Regions from separate parts of the Mus musculus genome. Here all the other regions are linked to region 4. The links are chromatin contacts, called in public HiChIP or PLAC-seq maps. All regions are on one chromosome and are shown on one strand. Each heading gives the region's core, a stretch centred on a gene start, on an enhancer-like site or on the middle of the called end of the contact. The rest is flanking DNA. Distances are from core to core; before and after follow the strand shown. Region 1 holds the start of Fam104a (family with sequence similarity 104, member A). Region 2 overlaps Cdc42ep4 (CDC42 effector protein (Rho GTPase binding) 4). Region 3 holds the start of Cpsf4l (cleavage and polyadenylation specific factor 4-like). Region 4 overlaps Slc39a11 (solute carrier family 39 (metal ion transporter), member 11).

The links. HiChIP or PLAC-seq counts read pairs in DNA pulled down with a chosen protein or histone mark.
Region 1: a contact with region 4 is called in an H3K4me3 HiChIP or PLAC-seq map of forebrain, with 7 times the contacts expected there. The contact joins the promoter of Fam104a here to the enhancer-like site in region 4. A contact is called at or near these places in 6 of 39 promoter capture datasets (the 3T3-L1 cell line, cranial neural crest, frontonasal cranial neural crest and 3 more), 3 of 15 datasets of contacts at CTCF or cohesin (the NIH/3T3 cell line and large pre-B cells), 6 of 484 Hi-C or Micro-C datasets (the N1E-115 cell line, cortical neurons, embryonic fibroblasts and 3 more), 26 of 115 datasets of contacts at active chromatin or transcription factors (the 230-238 cell line, DN3 thymocytes, the NIH/3T3 cell line and 20 more) and 4 of 9 other capture datasets (adipose tissue, embryonic trunk, liver and 1 more).
Region 2: a contact with region 4 is called in an HNF4G HiChIP or PLAC-seq map of pancreatic cancer cells. The contact joins two enhancer-like sites. A contact is called at or near these places in 2 of 484 Hi-C or Micro-C datasets (the N1E-115 cell line and embryonic fibroblasts) and 4 of 115 datasets of contacts at active chromatin or transcription factors (craniofacial prominence, embryonic hindbrain, embryonic limb bud and 1 more).
Region 3: a contact with region 4 is called in an HNF4G HiChIP or PLAC-seq map of pancreatic cancer cells. The contact joins the promoter of Cpsf4l here to the enhancer-like site in region 4. A contact is called at or near these places in 1 of 39 promoter capture datasets (embryonic stem cells), 4 of 15 datasets of contacts at CTCF or cohesin (the NIH/3T3 cell line, embryonic stem cells and large pre-B cells), 17 of 484 Hi-C or Micro-C datasets (B cells, the G1E-ER4 cell line, the N1E-115 cell line and 10 more) and 3 of 115 datasets of contacts at active chromatin or transcription factors (the SCID.adh cell line, embryonic basal ganglia and pancreatic cancer cells).

The regions. Positions count from the first base shown.
Region 1 is chr11:113,682,602-113,685,669 of GRCm38.p6, reverse strand. Fam104a (family with sequence similarity 104, member A) reads left to right here and starts at 1,519. Exons shown (of 3, transcript NM_138598.5): 1 at 1,519-1,808. The coding sequence starts at 1,585. It overlaps D11Wsu47e (DNA segment, Chr 11, Wayne State University 47, expressed), which reads right to left and starts at 1,236. Exons shown (of 5, transcript NM_001361593.1): 1 at 959-1,236.
Region 2 is chr11:113,732,250-113,735,556 of GRCm38.p6, reverse strand. The region is part of intron 1 of Cdc42ep4 (CDC42 effector protein (Rho GTPase binding) 4); the gene reads left to right. Among named protein-coding and RNA genes, the nearest start is that of Cdc42ep4, 18 kb to the left of the region's middle. Within about 2 kb of position 1,801, at least 184 of the 459 cell types and tissues checked have an H3K27ac peak or open chromatin away from gene starts, as enhancers often do. A contact at or near this core is called in embryonic fibroblasts and pancreatic cancer cells, where this site is marked.
Region 3 is chr11:113,707,712-113,710,896 of GRCm38.p6, reverse strand. It overlaps Cpsf4l (cleavage and polyadenylation specific factor 4-like), which reads left to right and starts at 1,371. Exons shown (of 8, transcript NM_026682.2): 1 at 1,371-1,510; 2 at 2,043-2,093. The coding sequence starts at 1,408.
Region 4 is chr11:113,290,630-113,293,788 of GRCm38.p6, reverse strand. The region is part of intron 7 of Slc39a11 (solute carrier family 39 (metal ion transporter), member 11); the gene reads left to right. Among named protein-coding and RNA genes, the nearest start is that of Gm51927, 17 kb to the left of the region's middle. Within about 2 kb of position 1,303, at least 102 of the 459 cell types and tissues checked have an H3K27ac peak or open chromatin away from gene starts, as enhancers often do. A contact at or near this core is called in the NIH/3T3 cell line, adipose tissue, cerebellum and 8 more, where this site is marked.

The DNA of each region.
Region 1 (3,068 bases), core at 270-2,769, 390 kb before region 4:
ACCCCCCAAACCCTGAGTCTGAAACCACTTTACAAGATAAAAATCCATTTGTTTAAAGCAACCATTACTTTATCGTTCATAAAAGGCACACCCAAACTGTTTCCCACCGAGTGCACCATAAGTCTTCTGTTAGTGAGAATGCACTGCCGCACTGAAGGGCACACGACAAAGACAATACATGGGCTTTCCAGTTTTTTTGTTTGTTTTGTTTTGGAGACAGGGTTTCTCTGTGTAGCCCTGGCTGTCCTGGAACTCACTCCGTAGACCAGGCTGGCCTTGACCTCAGAAATCCGCCTGCCTCTGCCTCCCAAGTGTTGGGATTAAAGGCGCGCGCCACCGCCGCCCGGTTGGACTTTCCAGTTTTAACGGTAGACTTTTTTGAGATGATGGGGTCTTACCTGGTAGCCTTGTCTTCCCTGGAACTCTCACTAGGTAGACCAGGATGGCCTTGAACTCACATAGATCAGCTTGCTCTGCCTCCTGAGTAGTGGGATTAAAAGGCGTGCATTACTACGCCAGACTCTACACCCTACACTTTAACAGGGGTTTCGTTTTCCTGCCTGACCTCTTGTCGACTCTCCTAAAGACCCCCATGCTTATGGATCACTGTTCACGTTTGGCAGAAACTCTGAATATCAGTTTGTGTAAGGTGGGGAGCTGATAGTACTGAGTCCTAGACAAAGAACTGGATTATGCTCCTGACAGAGAAAAGGGAATGCGTCTGACAACCAAAGTTAAGACTTCCCCAAGTCTTAGAGTACACGTATTCTGGTGGTGGTGGTGAGATCACATGGGAGACAAGGTCTCAAGTAGCCCAGGCTGGCTTCGAACTTGTTACACAGTCGAGGATGATTCTGACCTCCTGGTCTTGCAGCTTCTCCTCCCAAGAATGGGGATGACAGGTGTGCGCAACTCACGGCGGGCAGGGACCTCGCGATTCGCCACTGATCAAGCTCACCTCGCCAGCCGCGAGGCAGCTCCGTCCACACCGCCGCGTTCCCACGCCTGCCGGTCTCCCCCACACCTCTCGGTCCGGCCTCTTCCAGCAGGTGGGCGTGGCCCTTCCCGGTACGGAACTCCGTTATCCCGTTCGCCTGTTCCGCACTCCTCTCTTGACCTGCAACAAAGGTCGCGGAAAAATAGCCCAGCCCTTAGCTACTCCATGGAACGGGCTCCGCACCGTTCGGAGACGCGAAGTTCCACGCCGCACACTCTTAGAACCCGGAGCCCACCAACACCTTCCCAACCAGAGGACCCCTGAGCCTGTGGCCGTCCGCGTCTGTGCCTGATGGAGCTCGTCTGGTTCTTTTTAAAATTTTCACCTTAGAGAGGCTTAACGCAGAGACAAGTATCAATGATCGTCAAATAATGTAATTTATCTAAAATCTGGCTTGACTTTTACGTCGTGTCCTGTTTTGTTTTTGAACAGGCGGCTGCCCCGGACACCTAAACGGGGGTCCTGGAAGTTCCCGGTCAGTCTTCCCTCTGGGACCCGCCTCTTCCTGCGTGCGCGGTGATGGGAAAGCGCGGCCGGCGTCCCGCCTCCGCGCAGCCGCAGGAGGACAGTACCACGGCGCCTGCGACATGGGGAGGCGCGGAGGCGACACCGGAAGTGGCTGTGGTCCGGGTCGGCCCGAGGGGGACTCAGCGCCCGCAGCAACCACCCGCGCGGCGGCGGTCAGAGCTCAGACCCGTGCGGGTGGGCGTGGCGGGCGCCGGGACACAGCTCCGACTGTTCGCTGTCGGCGCGGGGCGGCGCCGCGTCGCTCGCCTTCACCAGCTGCCATGAGCGAGCGCCTCCGCCCCAGGTGAGGGAAGGGGGGAACCCGCTTTCTCCGCGGCCCCTCGGCCGAGGATGTGCGCTCTGGAGCCGAGGGGCGGACGGAGCCGGCGGGGTGGTGGTGCGAGGCTCTGGGCTGCGCTGCTCTGCGGTCGGAGGAGGCGGAGGGGAGAAGGTGGCGCCGCCTCTGACACTTGGACCCCGTGGGCAGCCAGGGAGGCGACGCTCTGGAATCCAGGGCTGCCCCTTCTCCGTCTTTTCCTTGTTTTCTTCGTCTTCTGCCCTTTCCGCTTCGGAATGAGGTTTGTTCGGCCCGACGAGACGGACGGTGTGGTCCTTCCTAAATTGAGGCGGGCGGTGGTGGTAGGGGGATGGGAGGGATGGCCGATCTGGAAGAGATGGCTCCCTTCGAGCGAGGCGCCTCGGAGAGGGGACGGGATGCTTCGGGGGCGGGGAGCTGCTGGCGCCCCAAGGTCAGGAGAAAGGCGGGGGTTGGGCTTAACCCCTGCAGCTGGGAGGGCTTAGGGCAGACCGCAGCGCTGTGCCCTCCCTCATCTGATGGACCCGGGTGGGTGGTGACCCACTCTCGGTTGTAGCATTAGCAGGCAGGATTCTAAACAGTTTGGATGAGGGGCCAGTTGGCTGGGAGCAGGGAGGTGGCTAACACCACGAGTTACTCTCAACCCTCACTAGGCGGGCGGCCCCTCGGGGCTTTAGGCCCGATCCAGATGAAGTTTCTTTTCTCCTTATTTTCCGTCTGGGAAGAAGTAAGTTGGGACGCCTTACCTCAGAATGAAGAAGGCTGGCTTTATTTCTTACTGGAAAGTCTCCTAATAAGATGCTTGACGATCTATCTACATCTACGCTAAGTTGTACTTTTTCATTTCTCTGGTGGAGAACAGAGAACGGATTTAGAGAGACTCATTTATTTATCTAAGTCTATTCAGGCTCGCGGCTCTTTATTCCGTAGTCGTCTCAGGCTTAAAGAAGGTGGATCGTAGGCTTGCTTTTTTATTTTCTCTCATAAATGATTTTACTTATTTTATTTTATGTGTATGAGTGGTTTGCCTGTGTATATGTATGTACATCACGACGTGCGTGTCTAGTGTCAACGTAGACTCAGAGGAGGGCTGGGAACAAAACCCCAGTCCTCTGTAGGACTAACAGGGGTCTTCCGTGGCTGGGCCATCTCCTCAGCCCTGAGTCTTGTTCCTTGCATTCTTTGGTTATGAATGTAATCATTGTTTTGCAAGGCTTCTCCCTGAAACAGTTATTTCATGGGACTGGG
Region 2 (3,307 bases), core at 552-3,051, 440 kb before region 4:
TCAAAAGGCGGAGCGCTAGCTTCTCTGGGAGAGATGTGGCCTGCGGCAGGCTGGTTTTCCTGTCCTGATGTAAAAAGTGTTAACACTGGACACTTGGACGAAGTTAAGTTCTGCCTAGGGGCAGGTACAGTGCCGGCCCTGTGGAGAGAGGTATGTGTGTGTGACTCAGCTCTGGGACAGGATCCCTGGAGTCCCCATGGAGGCTGCCCTTTGATCTGCCACTGGGGACATCTCCACTCCTATTGGCCACAACTCTGAAACACTCCCAGGATGTCTTCCCCTGTGTCCTCCCCAGCCACACTCAGGTCTTGCCTCCTCCTGGCTGCAAACTCCAGAAAATAATAACCTTACTGAGTTTCTGTCTCCCCTCCCCCATGGCTTCCAGGTTAGCCGCCACTAGGAACTTCCCAAGGTTGTTGGTTTACATTACACACACACACACACACACACACACACACACACACACACACACACTCACTCACTCACCTGGCTTGTCCTCTGAGCATGTGGATTTTTGGTTCTGTCCCTTAAATACTACAAGCATGTTCCCACCCCAGAAATGTTGTGCGTTTCCTGTGAGCCAGGGTTTGACACAGCTGCCTTCTGGTTGCTCGTGGCTCCGTTCACAGTGCCCCTTCCTCAGAAGACCCTCCTCCAGGACCCCCACTTCCACTCTCGCTCCCATCACCTGGTTCCCTCTTTACACCGCACTCCCACCCCGCCTTACCCCCAACTCGCTGTCAGCTGTACCTTGGGAGTGGTAATGTTCTGTTTTCACGGCCTAGAATACGGTCATCCTTCAGTATTCATGGTGATTGCTCTCTGCGACCCTTCAGATACCCGAATCCCAGATGTTCGTCCCTGAGTCCTTTGTCTAAAATTGCATGCTTTGCATATAAGGTTATATATGCAACGTGTCTTCCTGTGTCCTTCAAGTAGGCTCTGGGTTCCTTGTATACACAACACCGTGTGAAAGGTTGATAGGCAGAGCTGAGCTATCTTGCTTATAAAAAATCATAAGGAAGATATCTATGCATGTTTTGTAGAGCTGTTGAATTCCCACCTGCAGAAGGCTTTCTAACTACGACTGGCTGAATCTTCCGGGGTAGAAGGAACTCTTGCAAGCACAGAGGGTGGGCTGGCTCTATGTGGATACTGTGGGGCTCTACAATATCACAGCAACTGAATGAGTGAGTGAAGGGTAAACAAAACCGCTTACAACCAGTCTGAACTAGTGGCCAAAGTTTCTGTGTATCCAATGCCTTCTTCTGTCCAGCCACATTGCCTAGTGCTGATCTCAAGAACCAGGGAAGTGTGGCTGGGTGTGGCTGCCCTTGGCAGTGGTCGATGAAGCATACGTAACTCTGTATACTGACTGGGGTGAGCCTCCGGTCAGCTGCAGAGCGAGAGGCCTGGCTGGCTGGCTGGCTGGCTGGCTCTCTCAGGAGAGTGTACCTCTGGCTCCCACCTAAGGCTGAGATGCCAGGGACAGGCCACTGGGCATTTGGAGTGGGATACATTGATGTAGTCTAACCTGTTTGTCAGTCTGCTGGCCAATCTGGGAAGGTATTGTTCACTGTTCATCTTGCCAGGGAGGGTGGTGACAGGCCCAGAGTCTTGACTGTGTGTGGGGTTGGTGGCAGGGCTTGTTGACAATGCCTTATGGGAAGGTGCCGGTGCCCTCCACCTTGCAAGCTGCTGACCCAGGAAAGTGGGATGTGGCCTCTGGAGTGGGATATCCACCTGGCCTCATGAGGCAGCCTGTTTTAGGCACTTCCCCCAGGGGTGACTCATAGTGTTTAGCAACACTCCTCCCAAAGCCACAGCCCCTGTGGTCAGATCCTTTCAGCAGTGAGCTGGAGGCCTCCCAATGCCAGCTCCTGGCAGGCTCAGCTTCCACCTAGATACAAGACCCTCACTCTCTGCTTCCCCTAAGGACCCTGACCATCTCCTCCGTCCCTTTAACCCTTGTCCGTTAGAAGCTTAGGTGACTCACTGTTGCTTGGGCCCTTGACGCTAACAACCTCAAACAAGTTTCTGGCTGAGTTTTCATTGACCTTGCAGCTTACTGTGTGCTGTGTCACAGGCATGCAAACTCTGAGACCCCAGATGAGGCCTCGGCTCACCCAGCCTTATGGGTGGTGGGAGAACTGGGGACGCTATCTAAGCTCTCTTGCTAGATATTGGAAATTGCTAATCACAAGCCGTGCAGCCCATACCCAGCCTCAGGAGCAAGATCACAGGAAACGGGTGGCATTGTGTAGACCTGTCACCGTTCTTCAGGAGGCAGAGGAGAAGGGGCACGAGGTCTAGCCTAGGATGATATTCGGTTATGTGGAGTGCCACAGTGATTGTCACTGCGTGTCATTTCTATCCCTATTTTTTTTTTTAATATCTCTACGGGCAAAGTAGTGCTAGGATTGGGGGTTGCTAACAGGGTGACGATGGATTCACCATTCCTTCTAACTGTCATGGACTGGGTCCTTGGTCCATCTGGGTGGCCAGGGGCACACTTCTGGAGAATCCTGGGCTGCTGTGGTTCCTCTTTTCTTTATAATGAGCACTTCAGATGGAAAACCACAGTATGGGCGAGCTTCCGAGGTCTTGAGGGGGATTCCTGGACTTACTGAGAAGCCTTTTCACAAGTCAGTATGATCTTGGGCTCCCCTCTGGCCTCTGCGTGCTCATGTCCCTGTTTCCTGTTTCGGGTGATCTTACATAGGAAAGCATTTCTCAGATTTGCCTCCCAGAGAATATGGAGAATGTGTGCCCTGGCCGTCTGGGATGCTGTGAGTGGAGGGTGTGGGGAATGGATGCTGTTAATGTCTAACAACAGAGGCCAGGGATGCCAACACGACCCATAGTTGAAAACTGCTTTGACTGGCCCCGAGCATCCTCAGGCCATGCTAGAATAACACGACTGTTTTTAGAATATGGAAGGCTCCCTCCTCCTCAGGGTAGGGAGGGCACTCCATAGAGGCAGTGAGCAGCGCTCTAGTAAAGGACCCAGAATCAGAAGAAAGCCTCAGAGGTGCCCACCCTGGGCTGGCACGGCTCACTGGGGTGTCAACCCAGCTGAGGCTGAGTCAGTGCTTCAGTAATCTCGCTCTCTCTCCCGTAAGATGGAAGAGTAGCCTGGTGTCCCTCCAGCAGCACGTGTGCCAGTCCAGCACTCGGAGGCGTCTCACCATCCGTCTCACCCTCCTGGATCACCTTTGTGATCATAGAGACCAGGCCTCCCTTGCTTTCTCTCTCCCTTTTTTTGTTTTTCTTTTCTTTCTAACTAGGGGGCAGGGAGTTAGAGGGA
Region 3 (3,185 bases), core at 122-2,621, 420 kb before region 4:
TGCCTTCTCTAGCAGACCCATGGGACTCTCAAATAATCCCAAGGTGACAGACCAAGGACCTAATCAATACCTAAGGATAGGGTCAAGAGATGCAAGAGCCTCTTCCCCAGGGACCCTTGATCTCCAGCCCTAGACAGCCATTCTGCCTACAGTCCCGGGTACAGGGTGATCCCAGGCTACTCTTACTCCAGCCCCACCCAGCTCCAAGGCCATTCCCAGCGCGGATCTATCTCTCCAGCTGCTGTCTTTTCAGATCTGGAGTTCAAAAGAACAACAGATCTAGGCATAACAGCCGCAGGAAACAAAGCTGGCAGGCTGGATCCTGTCGGCTCAGCCACAGGCCTGCAGCGCCAAGCTTACCTCTCCCCGCTGGGTCCCGGGGAGGAGATGTCTCTAGTTCTAGTTCCTAGGGCCTAAAAAGCCCACATGTCCTGGTAACAGTGGCTCCTGGAGAGGCCAGGCCACTTCAGGACCCAGGAGGGGGAAGGAAATAGCCTGGTTTAATTAGAGCTTTAAAAATGCTCCTAAGAAAGCCGATTCTGAGGTCCTCAGCCCTTCAGGGCAGGGTTGGCCTAATAATAATAAAACAACATTTGCATGGATATTTCATTTACAAAGCATTTTCTCCGGGTAAGGGAGGCTCTGGGGTGGCCCAGTGGATTCCTCGCTGGGAGGTCACCCCCAGCCTTGGGTCGGTTCCACCTCCTTCGGAGCTTACCATTGTGATTGCCTGCGGGGTAAACAAAGGGCCCTTCATGGAACTGTTTCCGATGCTTCTGGCCTGCATTCCTTTTGTCCCCCCCCACCCCCCTTCCAGGAAGAGCACGCTTGGGGTTTGTCATTCCGTCTAGAAAAGAGGCTCAGAGGGCCTGGTGGGAGGGAGAGTGGCTGGGACCTAGTGGAGGAACCTTTCCTCTGTCCCACACACCCTCTGACTACCCCCATCCCACTCCACCCAACACCTGGGCATCGCTGTATGCAGTAGGTTCGCATCAATGGGTAGTTATATCCCCACACATACAATGGGACACTGGTTTGGCAACGGCTCTGTTCTGTGATCGGCAGAGATAAGCAGGTGTGAGTCTTTGCCAATCCCTTCCCCAGCTGAGGATGGGGGTTGTGTGAACAGTGTGGGGGTGTGGGGCCCTGGAAGGCCTGCACCTGCATGGGTGGGTGGGAGGGCTGAGGCAGCCGAGGAGCCTCTGGGGGTACACTCAGCCAGAAAGTCACGTGCAGTCACCTGGCCCCTTGAAGGAAGAGGTGACCTGAGAGGGTGAGAAAGAGGGGCCAGCATCAGATAGGGCCTGGCCCCGTTAATTAGGATTAGGTGCGGATGGGCTATATAGGAGCCACCTGCGGGGGTTCTGGCATCTTGGCTCTTTCTGCTTTTCCGGCGGGAGACGGAAGATGGAGGAGGTCATTGCCGGGCTGCAAGGGTTCACGTTCGCCTTTGAGCTGGATGTGGAATCGCAGAAGGGCACTGGGCTACTGCCTTTCCAGGGCATGGACAGTGAGTGGCGATGCCTGTGTCCCCTGCTCAGGTCCTGGAGGTGCTGTGCGTCTCTCCCACACAGCTTCTGGGTATTCACTGCCCGGGATAGAAAGGCAGACTTCCGAGCTGCCAGAGCTCCCTGGGTGCCCCCGAAACCTTCCACCTCCTGCCTCAGAGGTGGGCTGAGTTTAAGTGGAATTTAGAGACTGGTTCTGGGCGGTGGGGGAAGGGTTTCGGAAGAGGGTACCCCGTTGACTCAGCCTCCACAGACGGAGACAAATGAGAACTGGTTTTGATGGTGGACTGGGGCCGCCAAGGGGCTGAGAGGCAGGCGGGAGGATTGTGGCGGTTCTGTCCAACCTGAACTACAGGGCGAGACAGTTGCATAAACAGACGGGCAAAGGAACAGGTAAACAACAAAACTCCAAAGCCCAGCCAGAGAGAGTAGTCGGGGCCCACGCAGCTCCAAGCCCGGAGGCTTAGGTGGGACTTGCCGCAAGGCTCCAGCTCTGGGAACGCCACCTTCTCCTCCGGTTTCTTTCTCCTCCAGAGTCCAGTTCAGCTGTGTGCAACTTCTTCGCTAAAGGGCTCTGTGTGAAAGGTGAGTGAGTCAGGCCTGGGCTGGGCCGGGACAGGAACGGCTGTGGGGACCATGCTGGGTTCAGCTGGGGACTAGGACGTAGTGTGAGCTTGGCTCCTGGACTAGATAGGATCCAGCCTCTGTCATGAGCAAGAAGGTAGCCAGCCATGTGTAGTTGGTACCACAGAAGTTGTGTTTTATTATGCTGAGGGTCACCACACAAGGCTCACACTCTCAATTCCTAACTACGGTCATATTATTATCTGCTCAAGGCTGCTCACCTGTGCGACGACATACCTTAGCTAGTTTATGACAGAAGTCTCTGATTTGAACCCCACCCTGGCTACTGGTCTTCTTTTCTGGATTGGAGGTCACTTTGAGGTTCCTCCAATAGCAACATACAGTGGTCTACATACCTAACCCCTAACAGTAGTGTTTCTAATTCACCCTGAAGCCCGGCTATGGACTCAGGTGAAGAGAGTCTTAAGGGGCCTGCCGTGGAGAGCCTTAATATTCGGTTCCTATAAGTCAGGAGGCTGGGGGTGGGGCAGAGAGGACCTGGAGCCCTTTCGGGATGATTGCATGAGAAGAAGAGGAGCTCACTGGCCATCCAGGCCCCGGGAAACCAGAACCTTCGAGGTCCATTACAGAGTGAGTGAGCCACAGCTCAAAGAGAAAGCTGCTACTGAGGAAAGCCAGAGCCCAAGGAATGGCCAGCCAGGAGTGTGTGTGTGTGTGTGTGTGTGTGTGTGAGACAGAGAGACAGACAGACAGACAGAGTCATGCAGGCAGGCCAGGGGGCATTCAAAGAGGATGTCCTTGTCACGCATGGAAACAAGCCTTGCTTAGACATAGCCCTCCCTTCCAGTGGCAGTGTCTGCTGAATAAAGATACCGAGGTGGTCAAATGTAATGTTTCTAGTGTGTGGCCACTGTTAGAGTCACCCATGTCATGCCTGTGTTGTCCTTAATATTTGAAGTCGTGAACTCACGCCAAGGAGGCCTGCAGTGCGTGGGTAGATCACTTGCCTAGCCTGCAGCAAGCTCATGATCTCCGGCTGGCGATGCAGGCCCGTAGTCTCCGCACTTCGAAGTTGGAGGCAGAAAGGTCAGA
Region 4 (3,159 bases), core at 54-2,553:
TATACAGAACAGAGGGAGGAAGAGGAGGTGAAAGGAGGAAGGGAAGGATAGAGAAAGGGAGGAAGGGAGTGGGAGCAAGGGAAGGGACACCCCAGAGAGGTGGGACCAAGATGATCTGGTGGCACCTAAGTCGTGAACTGCTTGCCTGGACCCACCTAGTGGGAGAGGTGGACAGATGGGCAAGGTCACTGAGAAAGACAGAGATACAGAGCAGGGGTCACTTGTCCTAGAAAGTTCCAGAATGGAGGTGATTGGGGGTGGGGGTGATGTCTTAACTGCCAGCGCTGCGGAGGTTCTTCCATGGCAGTGGGCCCTGCCTCATTCAGTTATTGGACTTATTGGACTAGAATGGGTCCCAAGTCCTCTATGACTGGGAATGCTTATGAGATAAGCGGGGTGGGGAGGATTGAGGAGGTTAGAGAGACACAATGGGGGTTTGTAGCGATACAGGCACACTGGGGGGAAGACACCCCTGTGACAGTGTGACAGAGTTTGAGCTGATACAGATACAAATAAAAGCCTTCCCGGAATGTTCAGGTGCCACCCGGAGCTGGAACAGGCAGGAAGGATCCTCCCTAGAGCTACCGAAGAGCCTGGCCCCGCTGACACCTTGACTATGGACTTTTGGCCACAGGAACCCTGAGAAGTCTCTGCTCCAATAGCCCCAAGGAACTCACGGGGAGAGTCTGCCCAGGCAGCAGCTCAGGCCTCCCTGACCTGGTCCTTGCTTAGCTTTCTAAACCACTTCCTACTACAGAGCCTGGAATTCACGTCGTAATCCATGTCCCATCCACGGCCACGCATCAGCTCCCCTTGACCTTTGGCAGTTTTGCTAGGAGGAGGAGGAGGAGGAGGAGGAGGAGAAGGAGGAGGAGGAGGAGGAGGAGGTGGAGGAGGAGGAGGAGGAAGAGGAGGAGGAGGAGGAGAAGGAGGAGGAGGAGGAGGAGGAAGAGGAGGTGGAGGAGGAAGAAGAGGAGGAGGAAGAGGAGGAGGAGGAAGAGGAGGAGGAGGAGGAGGAGAAGGAGGAGGAAGAGGAGGAGGAGGTTAAAATTTGGGAGGCCAGTCCTTCTCCTCCAGATCTCCCTCAGTTCAGTTTGAACCAGACGGCAGCAAAGCAGCCGGTGTTCTACCTCCTTCAGCAACCTTCAGAGTGGGGCCCATGGGAGAGTCAGGGCTGTCCCGTGTTGGAGCTATTAAATTGTCATAAGAAAGAGGCCTTTGTCGCAGGGACACAGCCCTCAGCCCAGTCACAGAGACAGATTGTGCCAGAAAACAAATAACAGAAGAAAGAAAAAAAAAAAAGTTCAACCACAGCATTCTTTGCAACTTCAGTCACTTGCCTCCTGTCTGTCCTTAAAGGACGAAGTTCCTTTCATCATCCTGATTCCTACCGAGAGGTTATTGGCTTTTAATTCCACCCAGAACCCAGAGCCCTGTGGAGACCCTTGCCCAGACCATCTGCACGGCCTGCTGCCTGCTTTGGCAGCCATGACCACGGGCCTGCGGGAGGGGAGACAGAGGTCCCTCAGGCCTGGACAGGCGCTCAGAAGAACCAAGGCTGCAGCTGGAGTTTTCAGTCAATAGGGGTCAGCAGGACTAAGTTCTGAACACCTCAACCCACAAACCTGTGTTCAAATCCCAACTAGTATCTGCAGCCCAGGTCTGGGGGGCAAAGGGCACTCTGGACCCACGTGACCAGGGAGCCCCTGACTCCACCCCCATCCAGCCCCAAATCTTCTCAGAATATTTCCCACAAAACCCTTAGCCCTGGTAGCCAGCCCGGGCCACACAGCTGTGCTTGGGACTTCCCAGTGGAGACTTTGCAGGCAGTTCTGGCAGCCGGGCTGCCTTAGCTGGATCTTGTTGTCCTCAAGGAGACTAAGAAGGCCTGGCCTCTGGGGAGTGAGGCCCACATCCTGCCTGTGAAGATGGGCGCACTCCTAAGAAGGCTTTGGGTTGTGGTGCTAGGCCGGCGCTCTGCCTAGCTCCGATGTCTCCTCAACCTCTTTGTGATAGGACTTCACTGTGCAGCCCTGCCTGGCTCCAAACCCGAGACACTCTTGTCTCTATCGCTCAAGAGTGCTGAAGTCACAGGCTTGTGCCAGCACACCGGCAAGGGTGATTTTAAGAAACAATACAACACCGTAACCCAACAAGATGTGGCCGTGAATATGGCTCAGTCGGTAGAGCCCTAATGCAGCCTGCTCCAAGCCTTGGGTTCGATTCCCAGCATGTCACCAACTGGTCATGGTGGCACATGCAAGGTCTTCCTGAACCTCAGATAAGCCTGAGGCCATGCTGGAATAAATGAGACCCCCGCCTGCCTACAGATAAATGAGGCTGTAAAGAAGGTATATCCATATTGGAAGAGACTACAGTGTGAATGTGGGGGAGGGGGAGGGGCTACCCTGTCCTTCTCCAAGTCCCCAAATCCAGGCTCTAGCCCTGACGTGGTGCATAGCACGTCAGGGTCGGGGGGAGGGGGGCGGCCTCAGCTGTTCCCATGAGCTCCTGGTATACCACATAGGGTGAGAGCCAGGTTTCCAGAAGGAAGGCAGGCAAAGAGGGGCTCACGGAGCCCAGCCTCTGCGCCCTCTGCCCTTCTGCAGGGGCGAGTTCTCCCAGATCTTCTGTATCTGAGCACACGGCCTCTGCAAAGCTCGGGAAGTCAGCTGAGGTGGATGGCTGGGGTGTGTCCAAAGGTCGGGAGTGCAGGATCCAGTGCGGAGCGACGTGCAAGTGCCCTGTTCCAACGGCAAGAAAATGACTTTTCTTCTTCCCTCTGTGGTAGTTCCCTCAGCTTGTGATGCTGTGCACGCGCGCCTGTGGTGTGCATGGTCACTTTAGCTTTTATTCATAGTAAAATATACCTGACAGGACACTCACTTCCACAGTCGTTTTATGTGAGCTACCACCACACGCTGGACGGCTGACATGACCACCCATTTTGAGAACTTGCTGTCTTGTCCAAGCTACACCCTGTGCCCATTTAACACCAGCTCCCCCCTCCTTCCCGGCACCCAAGCTTTCTGCCTTCTCTGTCTACCCAGTCGACTGCCTTAGAGATGCCTGTAAGAATTTGTCCCATTGCATCTGAACCCGTCACTTAGCATAATCTTCCTGAGACTCATTCATAAGGTAGCCCGTGCCGATCTCCTT